2 separate regions of the Pan troglodytes genome follow, and region 1 is linked to region 2. The links are chromatin contacts, called in public Hi-C maps. All regions are on one chromosome and are shown on one strand. The core of a region is the stretch at or near the end of the contact, and the rest is flanking DNA. Distances in the headings are between cores, read along the strand shown.

Region 1 (5,866 bases), core at 2,613-5,112, 330 kb after region 2:
ACGAGAACGAGTAACACAGGGAGAAAGTTGGGAACTTAAACATTTGAATTCAAGCCAAATAGATAATTAATTGTACTGTGCCAAGGGGTGGGGTGAGAGCCAAAAGAGAAGATAGCTCCTCCCCACTCAGAATGTGGCATTTTGACTTATCTTTCTTGGAGTTGAATAGAGAATTATAGGGTGGGGAGAACCAAACAGAGGCTCTTGAAAGAATAAGCAGGTGAGGGTGGGAGTGGAGAGAAATTGAAACTTGGTAGAAAACAACCCATCTGAGAGCCATGTTTGAGTGGTACAGAATCTGAGAGAATGAAACCAAAGCACAGACAAGGGTTCTTTGGTTTCACGCTTCTATGATTAAAAAAAAAAGGTCCTCAACATACCTGCTATTTGGCAGCTGGGAATTCTCAATTGGCTAGAAGTGAGTTTCAGGACATATTGCCAATTGCTGTCCCTTTTCTCCTCCCTTCCCTTGGGCAGGGCATTTGTGTAAACAGACAGTAAAGAAATAGAACTGGACTGTCTTATTCCAATTCTTCTCTCCTTGCTTCCATTTCTATTGTAATTATTTTATTAATAAGCTAGGGCTGCCAGCACTCATACTAAGTATAATTTACTATTGTGTACAACCAGTTTTAGGGTGGTAATGAGACACGGTTTTTTGGTGAGAACTGGAAGGTTAGTGACCAATATCCAGAATTCTTTTCCTGGATGACTGTGGATCATAATATCTTCAGCTGTTTTGGGGACTTCTTTGTCTGCAAAAAAAAAAAAAAAAAAAAACCCAGTGGAATATGAAGTAGGTTTTTTGGTGTAAAATAGTCCCTTTATGAACTGCAGTTTACCAAAAAGAATTGTTGCTTCCCAGAACTACCATTCAACCCACGAATCCCGTTATTGAGTGCATACCCAGAGGAATATAAATCATTCTACCATAAAGACACATGCATGTGAATGTTCATTGCAGCACTATTCACAATAGCAAAGACATTGAGTCAACCTAAATATCCATCAATAACAGACTGGATAAAGAAAATGTGCTACATATATACCATGGAATACTATGCAGCCATAAAAAATATCAAGATCATGTCTTTTGTGGGAACGTGAATGGAAGTGGAGGCTATTATCCTTAGCAAGCTAACGTAGGAACAGAAAACCCAATACTGCATGTTCTCACTTAGAAGAGGGAGCTAAATGATGAGAACTCATGAATGCAAAGAAGGGAACAACAGACAGTAGGGCCTACTTGAGGGTGGAGGGTGAGCGGAAGGAGTGGAGCAGAAAAGATAACTATTGGGTACTGGGCTTAATACCTGGGTGATGAAATAATCAGTACAACAAACCCCTGTGACACGAGTTTGCCTATGTAACAAACCTGCATATGTAGCCCCAAACCTAAAAGTTAAAAGAAAAAAGAATTATTTCTTCCCACAAACGTGCTAAATTTCAGTATTAGGGTTTCTTTTATTATTAAGATTCTGAAAGTTAACATGTTCCCAATTGATCTCCTCTTTTCTGTAACTTGGTCCACTCATGGTCTTCTCCATTTTGGTTTGTGGCAACTTCCATCTTTTGGGACAAAAATTTGGGCTTCTTTCTCTCATATTCCACATCTAATCTGTCAGGAAATTCTGTGGGTTTGGACTTGAAAATATATCCAAAACCTGACCACTATTTGCCATAGACGCTGTTATCGCCTTTGCGCAAGCCACTTACATCTTTTGCTTGGCTTATCACAAGAGTTTCTTACTGTTCTCTGTTGACTTTCAGTTTTCCACAGCAGCTCTTAAAATATGTCAGCTGACATCACTCTTCTGTTCAAAACCTTTCCATAACTCCCCATTTCACTCAGAGCAAAGGTAAAGTCCTTAGAATAGCCTACAAGGCCCTCCTTGTCTGGCCCTTCATATCACTCCATCTCATCTCCTACTACTCTCCCCTCATCGTCTGCTCCAGCTATCTTAGCCCCCTTGATGGTCCCAGAATTTGCCAGGCAGGCTCCCATATCAGGCCTTAGCGTTGGCTGTTCCCTCTGCCTGGAAATCTTCCTTCATATTTGTGGAGTTCACACCCTCATTTCCTTCAAGACTGTGCTCACACACCGCCTTTTCAGTGAGGCTTACCTTGACCACCATATTTAAAGTTGCACCTGTACACCTTATCCCCTTCCCTTACCTTATTCTATTTTTTTCACAATAACTACACTTGTCTTTTGAACTTTTTGTTCATTGATGTATCCCTAGGACTTAGAAGAATATCTACCAAGTGGCAGGTATTTAATAAATATTTACTGAATGAGGGATGAATTTATTTTGCTTAACTCAGTATAACGCTCTTAAGAAAACAAGACTATAAACCAGATTTTTTGAGAACGTTAAATTCTTTTTTTTTTTTTTTCAGATGGAGTTTCACTCTCGTTGCCCAGGCTGAAGTGCAGTGGGGTGATCTCTGCTCACTGCAACCTCCGCTTCCCAGGTTCAAGAGATTCTCCTGCCTCAGCCTCCCGAGTAGCTGGCATTACAGGCATGCGCCACCATGCCCGGCTAATTTTTATATTTTTAGTAGAGACAAGGGTTTCACCACGTGGCCAGGCTGGTCTCGAACTCCTGACCTCAGGTGATCTGCCCGCCTCGGCCTCCCAAAGTGCTGGGATTACAGGCGTGAGCCACTGCGCCCGGGCGAGAACGTTAAATTCTAGTTGAATTAACCGTAATTTAGTATTTCCAGATACAGTATCTGGGATGGTGCAATAGGGAGTTCGATGGAGATTCTGGTAAGGGATATGGTGGGCTAAGAAAGAATTGTCTGTTCTTGATACTAGATAAACCCAGGGGATTTACCCCACTTCAGGTTCTAGAATCATGTATAAAGGCAGAGAAAAGTGATTCTGAGTGAACTTGCACTGACAACTTACTAGAACAAAGCTTCCTGGAGTTAGGGTTCCCGCAGTATGTGTCTCCCTGGAAGGTGGAATAAAAGCCTGAACCCGCTCTGCTACTCTTTGGAAGGCAGCCCTGCCATTTCCCTAGGCCTTGGCCTCCCTCCCTGGAAAAGGATGGTATCCACCGGCTCCCCGTATCGGAGGCTGTTTGCAGGGTGTTCCCAGCACCCCCCAGGGAAGCTCCTCAGAATGCTGCCTGACACATTTTTACAAAGTTTATTTTTATTGTGGTAAAACATACACAACATAAAAGTTATCCCTTTATCCAGTTTGCGGTGTACGTTTGTTAACCTTACAGCAAGTAACACATGAGTTTTAAATTAGAATTTGGACAACGGCAAATGAGACGAAAGGCGAACAATCCGAAAGCCGGATCACTGAGGAGCTCTGGGAACGCGCCGCGAGCTGAAGCCACACGGGGAACTCCATTTTGTCGGGACAGGGTCGGTCCTGGCCGCCTCCAGGGAGTCGGGTAGTTTCCGCGGCGTGGCCCGGGCCTCCCCTGAAGTCCGTCCGCCTCTCTCCGTCTCTCTCCGCCTGGCCCAGCGGCGCGGCCGCCGGAGGACTCTGTCCACGCGCCCAACGTCGGGCGCCCTGTTCTGAAGGCAAAGGGTCCCCTGCCTCGCACGACTCGGAGCCGCCGAGGAGGTGACGGCGGCAGCCCTGGGGCGGCTCGGTGCCATTCACTACCATTCTGTTTTCCTGAGGCGCCGCCTTCCAATTGCCCCGGCTCCGCTAGGAGGCGCGCGCTCCAGCCGCTCCGCCGCGCGGCCCCGACCGCACTTCAGTCCGGGGCGAAGAAAGAAAAGGCGGCCGGCTCCCGCCGCTCCCCGTCCACCCAGCCGGGCCCGCGCAGGCGCGCGCAGCTCCCGTTCCCGCGGCCGCCCCTCCCCCAGGCCGCCAGGCGCGCCGCGGGCGGGGTCGGCGCGGGGGGCGGAGCCGGCACGGGCTCGGCTGGGGCCCGGCCCGGGATTAGTTGGTTTCGGAGCGGAGGAGGGAGCCCCGGCCGTCACGAGCGTCGAAGAGACAAAGCCGCGTCAGGGGGCCCGGCCGGGGCGGGGGAGCCCGGGGCTTGTTGGTGCCCCAGCCCGCGCGGAGGGCCCTTCGGACCCGCGCGCCGCCGCTGCCGCCGCCGCCGCCTCGCAACAGGTCCGGGCGGCCTCGCTCTCCGCTCCCCTCCCCCGCATCTGCGACCCTCCGGGGCACCTCAGCTCGGCCGGGGCCGCAGTCTGGCCACCCGCTTCCATGCGGTTCGGGTCCAAGATGATGCCGGTAAGTGGGCGAGCGGCCGGGGCGTCGGGCCCGGAAGTGTGCGGGGTCGCCTGCCGGTGGCTGGTCCGCGCCCTCGGGCGCGTCGGGGAAGGAGCCTGGGGGCCGCAGCCCGCGCGTAGGGGCCGGGGCTTTCCGAGCTTCGAGCGGGTTTCAGGAAGGGGAGGCTCCATCCTCTGGGCTCTGCGCCCACAGCCGTCGTGGGGGCGCGGCGAGACCCTAACCTCGAGGCGGGTTCCTCCAGCTGCTCCGGAGTCAGGCGAGCCGCCCGCGAGCCCAGCAGCCACTCAAACTTTTCGTCTTTCACTGGGTCTTGACTTTTTTGCAGTTCTTGAAGGTCAAGAATACGGGAACCGGGGACCTTGTTCTTTGCTGTGTCTTTTTACTTTTTACTGGAGTGAAACATACGTTACTGGAACGGGTACCTTTGCTTTGTTTTTAATTGAATTTCGATCTTGATATCCACAGTAGCAGCTAAGTCACCCTTACCTCTTTGTGGAAAGGGGTTTTGGTAAATGCAATCTCGGAAGTTTTAGATTGCAGGAAAGCGTACGTGCCTGGCTCCCTTCGTTTCCCACAGCTTTTAGCAAGACCTCCGGAGAGGATTAGTGCCTTCTTTAGGAGCTCCGCAGGCTTTTGACACGGCCACCAGGCCACAGATGAACAGCAGGTTTGAGACATTTCAGAAATGTCTCTGTCATTCAGCGATCGCGGAATGGAGGTTTGTGGTGGGTTGCGGTGGCTTCTGCAGACTTCAGTAGCGAGTTTCTTCGTGGAAGTTGTATTTGCACCTCTCCCACTGAAGTGGGGACATCTTGCAGGCATCCTATGCTTGTGGCTCCATTTGTTCAGACAAAGAAACAAAAAGCTTTTACTTTTATGAAGTCTGTGGAATGGAGTGATGACAAAGTTTGCAGTCACACATACAGAGTATAATATGCTGTTCCCTGGCCCCCTGCTTGTGTCATGGAGGGCGTCCCAAACTCTCACTGGGCCGACCTAACAATTCACTAGAATTAGTAATTGGGTTAAGATGGTTTGGGATATTTTGTCCTGCCAGGATTCAAGGAATTTGAAAGTATTAATAGCATTATGCATCTTATTTTAGTTTAATGCCTGGTTATGAAATCAGGTTTGTAGTGTGAATACCCAATATTGAAATAATGGACCATAGATAAGGGTGATGGATTTTGCTGTTAAGATTTTTATTTCCTGGATTTACATTTCTTTGTGTTGAAGTAACTTGTACGGATTGTCTGTGAATTTTTCCTAACAGTAGGAGCAAGAGAAACACGTATCAGTTGTTGCTATGTGGTTTCTTCCTTGTTTTTTGTCAAGGTATCCTTTGGAGATACCCTACCAAGGTATCCGTTGTGTAGCCGAATTCATAAAACGTTATGTGGCTCTTGAGACTATATTCAATTTAGCAGTATGGTTCTTCTGATTGCCTTTCTGATGTCAGAATACAATCCTAACACAGACTCAGTGTGGTATGATGGCACTTACACCAGCTTTGAAGTCAGACTAACACTTCAGTATTGCTCAGCTACTACCTTTAGTGATGTAGCCACTTTAAAAAAACTTGTCCCTCAGTTTCATCATCTGTAAAATGGGGATAATAGTACTCAGCTGTTAGGGTGGTTTGAGGATTAGAGT
Region 2 (5,785 bases), core at 1,770-4,269:
CAGTAATCTTTTTGGTTTTGATGCATGATACTGTAAATCCAAACATTGGAATCAATGTAAAATGGTCTTCAGGGCAATAATTGATGAAATAATTCCAACGAGAAATGTTCAAGCATATTATCATCTAGTATTAATTCACTTTCAATTATTGCCTTCTGCACCTGAAGCAGTAGTGAGATGAACAACACATTCCCTGCCTTTAAGAAGGAGGTGGCTGGGTGCAGTGGCTCATGCCTGTAATCCCAGCACTTTGAGAGGCCGAGACAGGCGAATCACGAGGTCAGGAGTTCAAGACCAGCCTGGCCAATATGGTGAAACCCTGTCTCTACTAAAAATACAAAAATTAGCTGGGCATGGTGGCGTGCACCTGGAGTCCCAGCTACTTGGGAGGCTGAGGCAGAAGAATCGCTTGAACCCGGGAGGCGGAGGTTACAGTGAGCCAAGATCGTACCACTGCACTCTAGCCTGGCAACATAGTGAGACTCCACCTAAAAAAAAAAGAAGAAGAAAAAGAAGAAGAAGGCAGCATTCTAGAGTACTTCAAGTTTACATATGAATGGCTGGTTACATAATTTGTAAGACCCAGTGCAAAATGAAAATAAGGGACAGCTTATTCAGAAAGCATTTCAAGATGGCAACAGTACAGCATTAAACCACCTGTGGGGCCCTTCTGAGCACAGGGCCCTGTGTGACTGCACAGGTCACATACCCATGAAGTCAACCCTAAGTGTAGGATAGTATTCTATGACAAATTATAGACTAATAAACTATATTGCCTAGTACATGTCATGATACTACTAGGCCTTTCAATGTGGTTATTTGTTCGTTTTTTTGAGATGGAGTTTTGCTCTTGTTGCCCAGGCTAGAGTGCAATGGCGCAATCTCAGCTCGCTGCAACCTCTGCCTCCCAGGTTCAAGTGATTCTCCTGCCTCAGCCTCCCAAGTAGCTAGGATTACAGGCATGCACCACCACACCCGGATAATTTTGTATTTTTAATAGAGACAGGGTTTCACCACATTGGTCAGGCTAGTCTTGAACTCCTGACCTCAGGTGATCCACCTGCCTCTGCCTCCCAAAGTGCTGGTAGTATAGGCATGAGCCACCATGCCTGGCCTCAGTGTGTTTTCATTCTATGTTGGACATTTGGCATGCACAGAATTACATTTCATTTGAAAAATTACTGAGCATTGACTACATTTGTACTATATGCTGTAGGGAATCTTTGCTAACATTTAATCAAGCACATAAATACCTAATCAAAATTTTTAAATGTTATAAAAAGTTAGTTATAATTCTTCCACTTTTCCCCACAAGCCTAAAGCGCAGAGCAGAGACTGAAACTGGTAGGCACTCAATAAACACTTGTTGAATGAATGCAAGAAGGCTGGAAAGTCCAATATCAAGGAGTTGTTATTTAGTGAGGGCCTTCTTGCTGTGTCATCCCATGGCAAAAGGCAGAATGGCAACAAAAGAGCCAAATTTTATTCAGCCTTAAAAGTGAAGGAAAGGCCAGGTGTGGTGGCTTATACCTGTAATCCCAGCACTTTGGGAGGCCAAGGCAGGTGGATCACCTCAGGTCAGGAGTTGGAGATCAGCCTGGCCAACATGGCAAAACGCCATTTCTACTAAAAATACAAAAAATTAGCCGGGTGTGGTGGTACACACCTGTAGTCCCAACTACTCGGGAGGCTGAGGTGGTAGAATCTCTTGAACCCAGGAGGCGAAGGTTGCAGTGAGCTGAGATTGCGCCACTGCACTCCAGCCTGGGCAACAGAGCAAGACTCTGTATCAAAAAAAAAAAAAAAAAAAAAAAAAAGAAAAGAAAGAGGGAAATTCTAACACATGCTATATGAGGGCATTAAGCTAAGAAACAAGCCAGTCACAAAAGTCAAATACTGGAAGATTCCACTTATATGAGGAAGTTAGTGTAGTCAAAATCATAAAGACAGTAAGTAGAATGGTAGTTGCCAGGGGCTGGGGGGAGGGAGGAATGGGGAGTTATTTTTTAATTAGTATAGAGTTTTAGTTGTACAAGATGAAAAGAGTTCTGGAACTAGATGGCAGTGATGGTTGCATATTATGAATGTATTATCACTAAACTGCACACTTTAAAATGTTTAAGATGGTGAATGTTCTTATATTTTACAACTAAAAAAATAAAAAATAAAACTACACATAGTGAAGAAGTAGGAAATGAAGTTGCAACCAAACGGATCAATATTTTGAGTGGGAAATCTAATACTTAATTCAGTGCTAATTTTTATATTTTTAGTAGAGACAAGGTTTCACCATGTTGGCCAGGCTGGTCGTGAACTCCTGACCTCAAGTGATCTGCCCGCCTCGGCCTCCCAAAGTGCTGGGATTACAGGTGTGAGCCACCGTGACCGGCCTCACGCCCTTCTCTTAATTCCATTTTCTCTCCCCTCTGCCCCTTAATACACTGCACTTAACCTTGTCATAAGCCAAGTAGGACCTGAAATAAGAATATTCAAAACACGGTTGAAATAAACAAGAAGACAGAAACTAAAGCCAGCATTTTTTTTTTTTAATGCTTGGTAACTGTCCCTTTGTGTCTCCCTAAGTGCAGGATAAACTTCTTGGGGCAAATACAAACGTTTGATAAAATTCTGGGCCAAGGAGTCTTGCACTGGATATATTCAACAAATTACCTGCCGATGATAACAGCGTAAGTCAAACGAGTTCTAAAAGTAACAAATGACTTAGTTATCTGGATAAATCCGTCCTTCCTTTTCTTTTTCACCTAGCCCTTTTGTCGGGCCTCTAAAATGTAAGATAACTACGTGGGAAAGCAAGCAGCGGCTGGTGGTGTGTTTTTACCCTGATTTTATCACTCCAAGTATCTACCGTGGCTGGTTTTGCGAAGACTAGCTTTGTATCAGAATGAGGTGTGGCTGGAACGCCTGAGGAAAGCAAACCAAGTTTTCCAGAGGACGCCGTTGACAGCGTCTCCGCACACCGCGCCGGGGTAGGAACTTCCTCCCGCCTGGTTCGCCCGGCGGGGAACCAATAAAGTTGAGCGCGTTCAAAGGGGTCCTAATCTTCCAGGGTCCACTGGGCAGGCCTGCAAAATAAGGCCCCTAGAAACTCCCTGAGGTTTTCAAGTCTTCTCCCTCTCCTCGGAATTTTTTCCCCTTCATTCGCATTACTTTTATTCTGACGGAAACGGCGCGGGCTAGGCCCCAGGAGGGGCGTATTTCAGGTGCAACTGGCCCGGCGATCGCGGTGGGCAACCCCTACGAGGCCCCCGGTTGACTAGGAGCTGGCGGTCCGAGCTGTGGCTTGGAAGACCGAAGCGATGAAGCCCAGACCTGCAGGGTTCGTGGATAATAAACTCAAGCAGCGAGTCATCCAGGTGTGTATTCTGCACCGCTTGGCCTCGCCAAGGGCCCCGATCGCTGCCCCAGGGTGCCACTCCCCTTTTGTCGGGTGGCATCCAGGTGGAACTCAACTAGTCTTCTTTCCCCAGTCTGGGTCTGGGCGTGCGTCTGTTCCTCCTTAGTTGGTGGTGCCGGGGCCTTCCCTACCCACGTTGGTGCGGAGTCTCAGGGAGAAGCCGGGGATGGTGGGAGGGTGCAGCTTGGTAGGGCTGCCCAAGTTGTCTGGTCGTCTTCAGCGCAGATCATTCAGTAGAGTGGAGGTAGCCTTTGAATTTTAACCTCTTTGGCTTGTGAAGTTAGCACAGGAATGGTCTTCAAACGCTCGCATTGTAAGAGGTCCTTGAGAAGGGGTGGCATAAATAATATGTTAATTTCCGTTCTCAAGGAACTTACACACTAAAACGAGATAACATGGGTCTGGCAACAGTAACAGGCACTTTGCCTACGGTTTTCTCGTTTTCATGACCATCAGTAAAAAGCAGTGTGTGGCAAATACCTTAGAATGTAAGCAAGCAGTCTGAGTTAAAAGGTGGGAGAGAATTTTCTTCACTTAGGAATTTGTGAGCTACACATTCTCCTTGTTTTTCTTTCACTTCACCAGCCCCTAAACAATCTCCTTTTCGGACCCATCTTTTCCTACCAACTTGTAAATGTTGGAAGTGCTCTGTGCCACTGTTCTCTTACCTCCCCTTCCTCCTCTTTCCTCATACACCTTTCTTATCTATCCATACTTCCTATGTGATCTCATTTAGTGTAATAACCTTTGAGTAGTATCTACATACTCTATTATCTATGTATTTATTTCATTTTATTTTTATTTTTCTGAGACATAGTCTCGCTCTGTTGCCCAGGCTAGAGTGCAGTGGCTGTTTATGGGCACAATCATAACTCACTGCACCCTCGGCCTCCCTAACTCAAGTGATCCTCCCTCCTCAGCCTCCCCAGTAGCTGGGACTACAGGTGTGCACCACCACACCTGGCTAATTTATTATTATTGTTATTATTTGTAGAGACGGGGTTCCACTATGTTACTCTGGCTGGTCTCTAACTCCTGGGCTCAAGCGATCGGGCCTCAGCCTCCCAAAGTGCTGGGATTACCGGTGCAAGCTGCTGCACTGGCCTCTGTATATTTATGACTGCTAACTTTATATCTCCAGTCCAGATTTTATCTTGAAGTACAGATTGATATATCCAGCTGCCTAGTCAGCATATCTCCAAATTAAAATGGCCAAGTGGAACTTGTGATTTTTTCTTCCTTCAAATCTGCCCTTTCTTAGTGTTCTGTATCTCAGTAAATGATACTACCGTTCGTCCTGTTGTTAAGGCCAAAAACCTTAAGGATCATTCTGAGTCTTTCATTTCCTGTATACCATCTGTCAACAGCCTGGTTGGCTTTACTTTCAAAATATATTCCAAGTACTTCTTACTGTCTTTCCCTGTAACCGTCTTAGTCCAAACCATCATCTCTACCTTATACTATTACAATAGCCTCCTAACTGATCTCTCTGATTCTGCTTTTACCTAAAGCCTATTCCCCACAGAGCAGCCAGAGACATCTAATTTTTTTTTTTTTTTCTGCTCACTGCAACCTCTGCCTCCTGGGTTCAAGTGATTCTCCTGCCTCAGCCTCCCGAGTACGTGGGATTACAAGTGCATGCCATCACGCCTGGCTAATTTTTGTATTTTTAGTAGGGATGGGATTTCACCATGTTGGCCAGGCTAGTCTCGAACTCCTGACCTCAGGTGATCTGCCCGCCTCAGCTTCCCAAAGTGCTGGGATTACAGGCGTGGCCAAGACATCCTTTTAAAGGGAAAAATCGGGCTAGGGGAGGGATAGCATTAGGAAAAATACCTAATGTAGATGACGGGTTGATGAGTGCAGGAAACCACCATGGCACCTGTATACCTATGTAACAAACCTGCATGTTCTGCACATGTATCCCAGAACTTAAAGTATAATTAAAAAAAAAGGAGGGGGAAATCAGAGCTTGCCATAGCCCTGCTCAAAACCTTTCAGTGGAGTCACAGACATCTAGAGTAAAACCCAGTCTAAAATGCCCTGCATATTCTGGCCTCTGTTGTCCTAGTTTACTTTTCCTCTCCTGTCCCAGCCACACAGACCTTCTCAAACATGCCAAGCACAGGACCTTTGTTCTCGTTGTTCAGTCACTCTGAATTACTCTTCCTCTGGATGTTCCCGCGTCCCACAACTTGCTCCTTCACTTTATTGAGGTTTCTGAGCAGTGACTCCTAATTACTGGATCTAGTGGCCTCTTCTCTGTCCTCACACTTGACTCTTTTCAGCGTTTGACATTATCAGTTTTCCTCTATAGCTTTCACTTTGGTTCATTATAAAAGTACAAATGAATATCCCTTATTCTAAATG

What was found. Hi-C and Micro-C count contacts between places; a contact is called where the count stands out from the background.
Region 1: a Hi-C map of stem cell-derived neural progenitor cells shows a contact between it and region 2, with 1.9 times the contacts expected there. The contact joins the promoter of TP53BP2 here to the promoter of NVL in region 2. A contact is called at or near these places in 1 of 7 Hi-C or Micro-C datasets (stem cell-derived neural progenitor cells) and 1 of 1 datasets of contacts at active chromatin or transcription factors (stem cell-derived excitatory neurons).

The regions. Positions count from the first base shown.
Region 1 is chr1:25,281,660-25,287,525 of NHGRI_mPanTro3-v2.0_pri, forward strand. TP53BP2 (tumor protein p53 binding protein 2) reads left to right here and starts at 3,863. Exons shown (of 18, transcript XM_009441559.4): 1 at 3,863-4,213. The coding sequence starts at 4,187.
Region 2 is chr1:24,952,539-24,958,323 of NHGRI_mPanTro3-v2.0_pri, forward strand. NVL (nuclear VCP like) reads left to right here and starts at 3,020. Exons shown (of 26, transcript XM_054659325.2): 1 at 3,020-3,374. The coding sequence starts at 3,318.